Linked DNA regions of Macaca mulatta: region 2 is linked to region 1. Evidence: chromatin contacts called from public Hi-C data. All regions are on one chromosome and are shown on one strand. The core of a region is the stretch at or near the end of the contact, and the rest is flanking DNA. Distances in the headings are between cores, read along the strand shown.

Evidence for each region. Hi-C and Micro-C count contacts between places; a contact is called where the count stands out from the background.
Region 2: a Hi-C map of liver shows a contact between it and region 1, with 3 times the contacts expected there. The contact joins the promoter of SRPRA here to the promoter of RPUSD4 in region 1. A contact is called at or near these places in 3 of 14 Hi-C or Micro-C datasets (cortical neurons, fetal cortex germinal zone and liver).

The regions. Positions count from the first base shown.
Region 1 is chr14:126,607,936-126,612,687 of T2T-MMU8v2.0, forward strand. RPUSD4 (RNA pseudouridine synthase D4) reads right to left here and starts at 2,426. Exons shown (of 8, transcript XM_077964639.1): 1 at 2,226-2,426; 2 at 1,657-1,822; 3 at 298-499. The coding sequence starts at 2,414. It also overlaps a transcript of FAM118B not described here.
Region 2 is chr14:126,665,040-126,669,791 of T2T-MMU8v2.0, forward strand. SRPRA (SRP receptor subunit alpha) reads right to left here and starts at 2,220. Exons shown (of 14, transcript NM_001266746.1): 1 at 2,000-2,220; 2 at 1,315-1,398; 3 at 860-1,023; 4 at 486-646; 5 at 75-234. The coding sequence starts at 2,116. It overlaps FOXRED1 (FAD dependent oxidoreductase domain containing 1), which reads left to right and starts at 2,466. Exons shown (of 10, transcript XM_077964638.1): 1 at 2,466-2,601.

The DNA of each region.
Region 1 (4,752 bases), core at 1,176-3,675:
AAAGTGATCCTCCCACCTCTGCCTCTCAAAGTGCTGTGATTATAGGCATGAGCCACTATGGACAGCCTATGCTTGTATAATTAATTTTTGATAATTTTGATGTATACCAGAATTAAGAACCACTGTTCTATCAGATTTAATATTCTAAGCACCAAAGCTGTTTCACATACTTTTTATAATCTTGCAGGTCCTAGTGCAGTGCCTTCAATTAATTGGAGTTTCTGCTTTTAATGGATAAATAGGTGAAAGAAATGCCTCCACTTATACCACCTCTACTGCCATCAGCAGGCCTCATACCAGTACTTCTTCACCACCTGACGGGTTCTAAACAACTCTTGGACTTGATGTGCCATGTCCTTGTCCCAAGCCAACACCATTACGCCTGTGGTTTCCTTGTCCAGCCGGTGGCACAGATGCAAGGGCTCTGCCTTGTGGCCATGAAGCATCTTTGCCAGGATAGGTAGTACATCACTGATGCAGAGCTGGACCCCAGGGCCACCTAAGAAGGAAAAAGCCAAATATTTGAGTGGCCAGGAAAAGATCTCACCAAAGAACTCTTCTTGGGAGAAAAGCCCTTAATGGATAAACTGTCAATATTTTCTAAAGCATTACTACTGAAGTGTGGTCCAGAGACTAGCAACAATGGCATGTCTAGGGAGCTTATTAGAAATGAATCTCAGGCTCCCAACCTAGACTACTCAGTCAGAATCTGCATTTTACAAGCTGTCCAAATGATTCAGAAGCATAATAAAGTTTGAGAAGCACCATTCTAGAGCATGTGGCTTTCCTCTCAGACATACTTTGCAAAACCATGAGGCCTTCGAGAAGCATTAAATATGAGTGATTAGGAGGATAGGCTTCGGGGTTAGACATTCCTGGGGTTCTAGTCTCCTCTTCTTACTAGCCATTTTTTTGACCTTGGACACATTACTTCTCTTTCCAACTTTGCTTTCTCATTATAAAATGTAAATATCTGGAAAACAACTTCATTGGGGAATGGGGAGGCAAAAAACTGTTGTGAAAATAAAGAGAGAAAAAAATTATACAAACACTTGGCAATGTCTGATTTAGTTCCTTGTCTTTATGAACGACTATCTCCATATCTCCCCGAAAAGCAATACCTTCTTCTAGCTAAAACGGGCCTTTTCCCTCTGCAAAATTCTTTCGCAAATGCATTTTTTAAATCAATCTTTCCTGATTCACCTCAGCTGTCCCTGACAACTACATGCAACATTTGTTGAAAGACATTTGAGCGTCCACTAAATTCCAGTTACTCTGGGGTTGTACGTTACATATACTCCCACATACACACACACACACCCTTTTTTCTTATGTATCATTTTCTCATTCCCAGTTTTGATGGAAGATAACCTTTAGTCTAGAACCACACAGCCTTTGTATATCTCTACAGTGATCCCTGTGGTCTGCACACAGCGTATTCCACGAATTGCTGCTTACTGTCAGATGTTTAGAAGGGGAGGACTGTCTTATTTATTTCTGTGTCCTCGGTGGTTCCTTATATTGGACGGTAGTCTAAAAAGGTTTAATTAATTTGAACGCAAGGCTTTAGAGTGCACCACAAGTAACGTCTCAGTTTTCCTCGGTTGTAGCAGAAAGCAGCCACAGATCCCTCTCCCATTCCCGCGTGGTCCTTACCATGCACAGGGAGACCGTAGGGCTTATTGATGACCACAAGGTTATTGTCCTGGTGGAGAATTCCTCGGGTCAGTGCCTTAGCAAGCACGTTGGGGTGGACTCGCTGCAGCTGCCGTGTGAACCGCACTATTTCTTGCACTCTCCGCTGAACAGGGTTTGTGGACACCTAGGGAGAAAGAAGGAGCTGTGGGGAATGCCTGGTGCGGAAGCGGTGGAGAAGTCCTTACACAAAGCTCTGGGTGAGAATCTGAGTGGGGAATGACTATCTTTGCATCAGACCCGCGCTTTCCTCGAGTAATCTGAGAGCAGGGGTACCAGGGGTACCAGTTTGTCTAACCTGCGTACCCACGCAGTGGGTAGGACCGAACCTGACAGTAGCCAAAGACCCAGCTCACGGGAAAACACCGTACCCTTACTGACCCTTCCCCTCCACCTTCTCCCCATTCTCCCACCTAGCGTCCGGGCTATTGACTCATACGCTTTCAGTCAGAGGACCCTCCTACCTACTCCGGGTCCGGGAAACCAATGAGCGCACTGTCTCTTGGGAGTTGTGGTCCCTTCGGACTCACCGGCTTCTTGTTCGTGTCTTGTTCCCGTTTCTGGGCTCGGAGCCTCTCCGCTAATCTCTGGGCATTTACGGACGTAGAGGCAGCGGCAGCGGAACAAAATGGCTTTGAGACGAGACTGAAGAGACTCCCCAAACCCTGGCCGTTTCCCCAGCTCCAGAGGCCCGACGCCCTCCACCTGGGCGCCGCCATCTTGCCAGGAAGGGAGGGGCGAGCCAAGACCACGTGGAGAAGGGCGGCAAGAGTGAGGCGGGAGTGGGTGGACCCTGCAGGTCACGTGGTGCGGGGTGGGGCCTGGACGAGTCACGGGGGTTAGGTGCGCGCTCAGTGCGGCTGCGCCGGCCGGTAGCTGCAGCTGGAGCAGTGGCGTTTGGAGGAGACTCGGTGAGTGTGTAGGGAAGCAGGGCTGGGGCTGGGAAATGCCGGTGCCTCAACGCATTAACGTTTTCCGCGTCCCCGGGATTTCTGTTCAAGAAGAACACTGGTCCGAAAAACGTTTCTCCTTTTGGTACACGATCCCAGTGAGAAACTCCTCCCCGCCCCCGCGCCCCCTTAGAGGCGATGTCCCATAAACACTCGCCCCAGAGTCCTCCTAGGCACCTACGCCGTCCCTCTTAGCCACCGAATCTCCGGTGATCCGCCAGTCCCCTGCGGGACTCGTCGGGTACCCTCTTGATTGGATGCCTGGATCTCTGTAGCCTCTCCACCCGTCATCTTCCAACTCCCATCCTCTTTGTTTCACGTGGTAACCTGTCCACCTCTCGTAAGGATGACGGCCCCTTCCCTTATCCAGGGCCCCCAGCCCCTACTTCCTACTTAGGAAGCACTGTGAGTGTTTTTTCTGTCCTTCCTCAAGAATTCATTGCTTGGAGTCTCCTCCCTACCTTCGCTACTCCTAAAGAAAAAGCTGAAAGTACGGAGCACAGACCTTCACTTTTCCTGTTTCCTTTGTTTTTCCTCTCCTCCACAGTTTGCAACCGCACTAAACCCCCTCTCACGAGATGCGATGTTGAGATTCCCTTGCCCGAACTGCAAGTGACTACCTCTGATTTCAATCAGGGGTGGCTGGGAAGATAAACATGTGCTTGGGATGGTAGTGTTAAAAGTAACTTAGGATGTTCCTGCCATTTGTTAAGAGAAAAACTTATGCTGAGTTCAGAAAGAATGTCCTGAAAACTAATGGATCTGTGAAGATGGGGGAACAATTTTTTTAAGACTGCTTGGAGTGAAGGCTGCCTGAGGAGTTATTAGAGAATAGGTAGTTGAATTAGATTTGGGTTCTACACCTCCTAAAGGGTTTGGCAGAAGGGAGCCGTACCAACAAGAAACAAAGTTGATCAGGTGGAGCTACTCATAGAAGACTCAAGTTGAAGAGTTTGAACTAGAGGTGACAAGTTGAAGAGTTGGAACTAGAGGTAGTGGGGAGTCTTTGAAGCTTCTTGAGTAGGGCAGAGAGACTCCTTGAAAGTGAAATTCTGGAAGTGAATCTGGCAGTTGAATGCAGGACAGATGGGAAAGGAAAGGGTTTGATAGTAGGAAAACTAGTTACAACCTAGGTGGTCAGTGATGAGGTCTGGTCTTTTCCCCTACACTGTAACTGTCCTTTGAGTTTGAATTGATTATGAGTTACGCAGGTAAAGATGTACTCTTGGCAGCTGCTGTTGATCTGTGAGTCCCTGGAAGACTTTTTTTTTTTTTTTAAATCCTCTGACCTGGCACATAGTAAACTCACAATATCTGTTAGATGGCTGAAGTGCATCATAAATGTATGCTAGGTGTGTCTGAACATTTTGAATTGTCTTATTTCTGTCACTGGCCTGAAGAATGAACGTAGAGGCAGATGTATTTGTAAAGTTGGAAAGAAGCAAGCCTTGTGTACGTTTCTGTTATAAGGCAGGTGTAAATGCCGATTCAGATATAAATGCGAAGAATTCCAAGGGAGATTGAGAAACAACATCCATTTCTCCTGTTCCCCCCACCGCCCTGCACATTTACCAGTAGGACAGAGATCTATAAAAGTTGAGAAATTCGACCTTAAAAGAATTATTACCTTCCATGCTCCAGACCTAGGTTCTAATTTCACTAAACAGATGAACATCACGTATTACTTAGATACTTGAAGCTCCCTTTTCCAAGGACCCTGAAATTTTGACATCCAGAATTAAATTAATATCATTACATTAATTAGAAACTTGTTTTGGGTACAGGACTTTTATGGTTTTGTGTCCGGGATGGGAGAACCTGTTTCTACCCTAACTGTATGGCATTCAAGAGACTACACCTGTTCTTGCAGAATTGGCCTTCTGTGGCAGGAAACAAAACGAAGAACCAACTCAAATGTCATTGCTAGTGACACAGAGCTTATGCTCTAGGGTTTCAGGTTAACTCAAAGCACACACTTAGTGACAAAGAATAAAAGTATTTGTTCTTTATTTCTGGAGAAGAAACTGTTAGGTTTGTCTTGTTGAAACTTTGTGGAGAAATTTAAAGAATTCAAAGTTTTTGTTTGGTATGACAGTACAGCTTTAGC
Region 2 (4,752 bases), core at 970-3,469, 57 kb after region 1:
GGAGACCAGAACTCCCTTGCACCCATCATGTCTAGATAACAGTATTTTGAGAGTACTGAAGAAAGAGTGCTCACTTGGACTTCTCCATACCCCTCCCATGCTTCTGAATGAACTCCTCTCGCTTCCTGCGGATCAGCTCCTCTTTGGAAAGTTCTACTCCGTTCTCAGGACCCACTGGAAGACCTGACTTTTCTGCAGGGACGGCTTTGCTGGTAGCCAAAGGACCATCAGAACCTGTTGGGAAAAAACTCACTGAAGGAAAAAAAAAGACAATCTCAACCACTAGACAATGGCTAAAAGTCTTCCAAATTGTTCAAAGGAAATTTGGACCAAACATCTTGGAGTTCACAAGGCCTGGGGATTATAGGATGGTGAGCATTTGAGTGAGGAGGAGGCAAGCAATGACAGAAAGAAGGAACACCTCAGTCCTTAGCACCGTCTTAACACCTTTCACATCCCAGTGTATCCAAAGAACTCAAACTCGCCTTCCTTCTTGGCCCCCTTTTTTTTGCTATTCTTTGCTTTTTCCTTGGGCTTTTCCCCGCGTGTCTCAATCATGGACCTCACAGGTTTCTTGGCCTTTTCAGAATCTTCAAATTTCTTCATGGTAGTGGGAGCTCGGATCTTACTGCTCTCCTCTGCTTCACTAAACAAAAAAGAGAATGGTTTATCTTTCTACCCCGTGCAGGAGGAAAAATAACAGTCCAGAGAAAGGACTCTCACACCTAAGAGGACAATGAGAACTGGGGAGCAAATTAGGAGTGTCTTTGAACACACCAATTTACCACCCTTGAACCACCTTCAGAGAGATCATCAAATCAGGGAAATAAATTGATTTTAGAGAAGGCAGGCCTCTCACCGAAGGAGCCGCAGGAAGTCATTTTGGAAATCAAAAGTGCCATTTAATAAACTCAAAGCACTTTGCTGTTGGATCTCCGTGCGGTACTTGTCCCGAAACAGCCGGTGCACGTCATCTATCAATTTGTCTACATACGTCAGTGTCAGGATCTTCTGAAAACCAACCTGTTTAGGGGAAGAAACAGAGCCAACAGATCTGCTTACATGCCAGCCTAGAATGGAGGGACGCCAACTCAACCCTGGCTTTCAGAGATAGTTCAGCTACCTGGCCGGTTTCCCTGTCCTGACAGGCAGCCAAGCTCCCTGCCTGGGCCCAGTAGCTGCTGTTTTCCCCCATCTACCTTTCTAGTTTTTTCAGTTACGTCATCATATACACTGGCTGCAATTAATCAGAGTTCTCTTAATAATCAGGACTATGTTAACAATGTAATCGTCCCTCTACAACATCCCACTTACCACAAACACCAGCTCAAACTGGTTGTCCAATTTATACTTGAGTGTGAGTGCCTCATGGGTGAAGGAGTTGTTACCTCCCCGTTCCTGGAGAAAGAGTATGTCTCAGTGTTCAGACCATCCCCAGAAAACCCAGGTTTGGGCCCTGGGTTTGGATTACCTTTGGGAAAAAGCCAGACATTTCCCTCAAACTCAAATCTGTCCCCAGGACAAGAGGATGCTGGGGCACTTCTCTCTGGCATTCTACCAGAAATGAAAGAAGATAACCAAGTTGGGGGAAGGAGGTGAGAGGCAGCAAGGCACATAGGAGCCAAAACGAAAGTAGTCATATAAACAATCAGATTATTAGCAGCTATACAGCATTCAGTTTTGTAAAGGTGTTTTCCCATCTGTTATTTCACCTAGCCTCGAAACAACAAAACCAAGCTGCTGGGGATAAATAGAGGGAGCGGAGGGGAATACCAAAGGCGCCGGAATTCGGCTAGAGTCCAGACGCCGGAGTGGGGGTCGTCACTAAGTTGTGGGTACTCTGAAGGGGACGAGAAAACGAAGCGGAGCCCGGGTTACGCGTGAGTGGCCAGTTTGAGGTGGGCGGGGAGGGTGGGAGGAGGCGCGGAATAGAATCGAAGGGACCATGGATCGGGTCAGGAAAGAAGAGCCTGGAGTTCTGATCCCACGGGGGCGGTACCTGCAGCAGCACGGAACGAATCAACGCGTTAACAGGCCCGGTGCATGAGTCGCTAACGCCCTGGAAGCACCAGAGCACAAGCCCACCCTTGGAGAAAATGGTGAAGAAGTCGAGCATGGCGGCAGCGGCAGAGGAGCTGGGGCCGGCGCCGGGAATTCAGGCCGCGATAGCCGCCGCTTCCTGCTGCGCCAAGCGCGGGACACGTCACACCAGCGGCCCCGGAAACCGGCTCAACGCACTTCCGCTCGGAAAGCTGGGTGCCCTCCCCATCTCCGCCCGAGGGCGCGCAGGCCTGACGTATCTCAAGGCCAGCCAATGGCGGGTGGGAGCGGGCCTGGGCGGGGCTCCCGGAGAGGTCACGGGGAGACCGCCACCTTTAGCGTGGGGGGGCGGAGCCCTGAGGGCCACTGGCCAATTGGCGCGCTCGTCTGAATGGCGTTTGGCGCGGAGCAGTGACGGCTGGGATAATAGCGAGGCAGCTGTGCGGCTCTCAGAGGGTGCCGGTCTCAGAGGGGCCATGATTCGGAGGGTTCTGCCGCACGGCTTGGGCCGGGGCCTCTTGACCCGGAGGCCAGGCACTCGCAGAGGAGGCTTTTCTCTGGGTAAAGTTGAGGACGACAGAGGGTATTGTGGTTCTGGGGTGTCCCCAACCTCCGACTGTGTGTCCTTCAGGACCCGAAACCGTGGCCCACACTGGCAGGACAGTGGGTCGGCTTGGGGAAGGGGGTAAGCTTGCCTACCAGAGCTTGTACGGGCGGTGCAGGTGTATGGCTCCCAAGGCAGCCCTTCTCAGGTGGCAGATCTCACATCATTCTACGTTTCCGGTTACAGTCAGACTGATTGATAGGTGGTACAGATGTGCATTAAGTCCTGCCCGCGTTCAGGATGCTGTACTTAGTGCTGTTGCGGTGAAGGAGTGAAGAGAAGACGGGATTCAGTGAATGTCCTGGAAGATGGCTAGAGTGTACCTAGAGAGGGAAAATTTCAATAGACAGTAGGCCAGTTCAAGACTGGATAGAGGCCGGGCGCGGTGACTCACGCCTGTAATCCTAGCACTTTGGGAGGTCGAGGCGGGTGGATTACCCGAGCTCAAGAGTTCGAGACCAGCCTGAGCAACATGGTGAAACCCCGTCTCTACTAAAAATACAAAAATTAGCTAGATGTGGTAGTGGGCTCCTGTAATCCCAGCTATTCGGGAGGCTGAGGCGGGAGAATCGCTTGAACCCGGAAGGCGAAGGTTGCAGTGAGCCGAGATCACGCCATTGCACTCCAGCCTGGGTGACAGAGCGAAACTCCATCTCAAAAAAAAAAGATTGGATAGAACTCAACTTAAAGAATGCTTTGCACTGCTAGCTAGTATAATGGCGGAATTACATGGAGCAGGTGGGAACTGAGATCAGCCTTGAAGGATGTTTACTGGCTTAAGAAAGGTGTGTGTTCCTGTCTCTGAATAATTGAGTGCAGATTAGGAGAAAAATATTGTTCTTGTGCAAGGAACTAGCAAAAGCCATCTAGATAGACAGTGTGAGTAGTAGCATGAAATGTAGTGTGGACAGGTGAGCTAAGGCCAGACCAAAGAAAGATTGCGGTGCTGCTGAGAAGAGTTTGAGTGAGGTATGAAATGGCAAAATGATTAATTTATTTAAGGTACTTACTGAGCACTTAAAATATGCCGGGTGTTACCATAGGCTGGAGATTCAGTGGTGAAGGTGAACACAGCCTACCCCTCATGGATTTTAGAGTATGTAACAATACAAACTCAAAGCTGCAAGTGTGTCCAAAAGACCATGTAGAGTTTGAGCTGGTCTGGGGGTCAGGAAAGGCTTTCCAAGCAAGGAATTAACTAGGCAAGGAAGTGGACACAGTTTCAAAGCAGAGAGCACGTGTAGGTTCCCCGTGGTGGGAGGAAATAAGGTGCCATCAAGGAACTAAAGGGCCTGGAGTGTAGGGGAGGATAAGATGAACAGGAGCGAGATTGTGCAGTACCTTACAGGCTCTGTTTACGACTTTGGACTTTGGTTCTTAGAGTAATGGAAACTCACTGAAGGGTTTTAATCAAGAGCGTTTTTTATTAAATTTGTGTTTTGAAAAGATATTTCTAGGCCGCGCGCGGTGGCTCAAGCCTGTAATCCCAGCACTTTGGGAGGCCGAGGCGGGTGGATCACGAGGTCAGGAGATCGAGACCATCCTGGCTAACATGGTGAAACCCCGTCTCTACTAAAAATACAAAAATTGGCTGGGCGTCGTGGCACACACCTGTAATCCCAGCTACTCGGGAGGCTGAGGCAGGAGACTCGCTTGAACCCGGGAGGCGGAGCTTGCAGTGAGCCGAGATGGCGCCACTGCACTCCAGCCGGGGTGACACAGTGAGACTCCGTCTCAAAAAAAAAAAAAAAAAAAAAAGAAAAGAAAAGATATTTCTAGCTATGTTGTAAAAATGTTTGCAGCAGGGGGTGGGGTGGAAGTGGGGAATCAGTGGGAACAGTTAGGATGCTTTTGCATTTGTCCAGTTGAGAGATGATAGTGGCTTGGCCTAGGATGATGGTGGCAGAGGAAGAAAGGGGACAGATTGAGGAGTTACTTGGAAACTAGAGCCCTCAGGACTTGATTATAGATAGGATATAAATGTAGGTTGCGTTGTGGCGATGGATATCCAGGATAAGGTGCTGCTTAGAGGTGCCATGCTTCAGAGGGTGCCGTGACTTGGGGTGTGCCGGAGCCTCTTGGTCCAGAGGCCTGGAAGACCCAAGTGG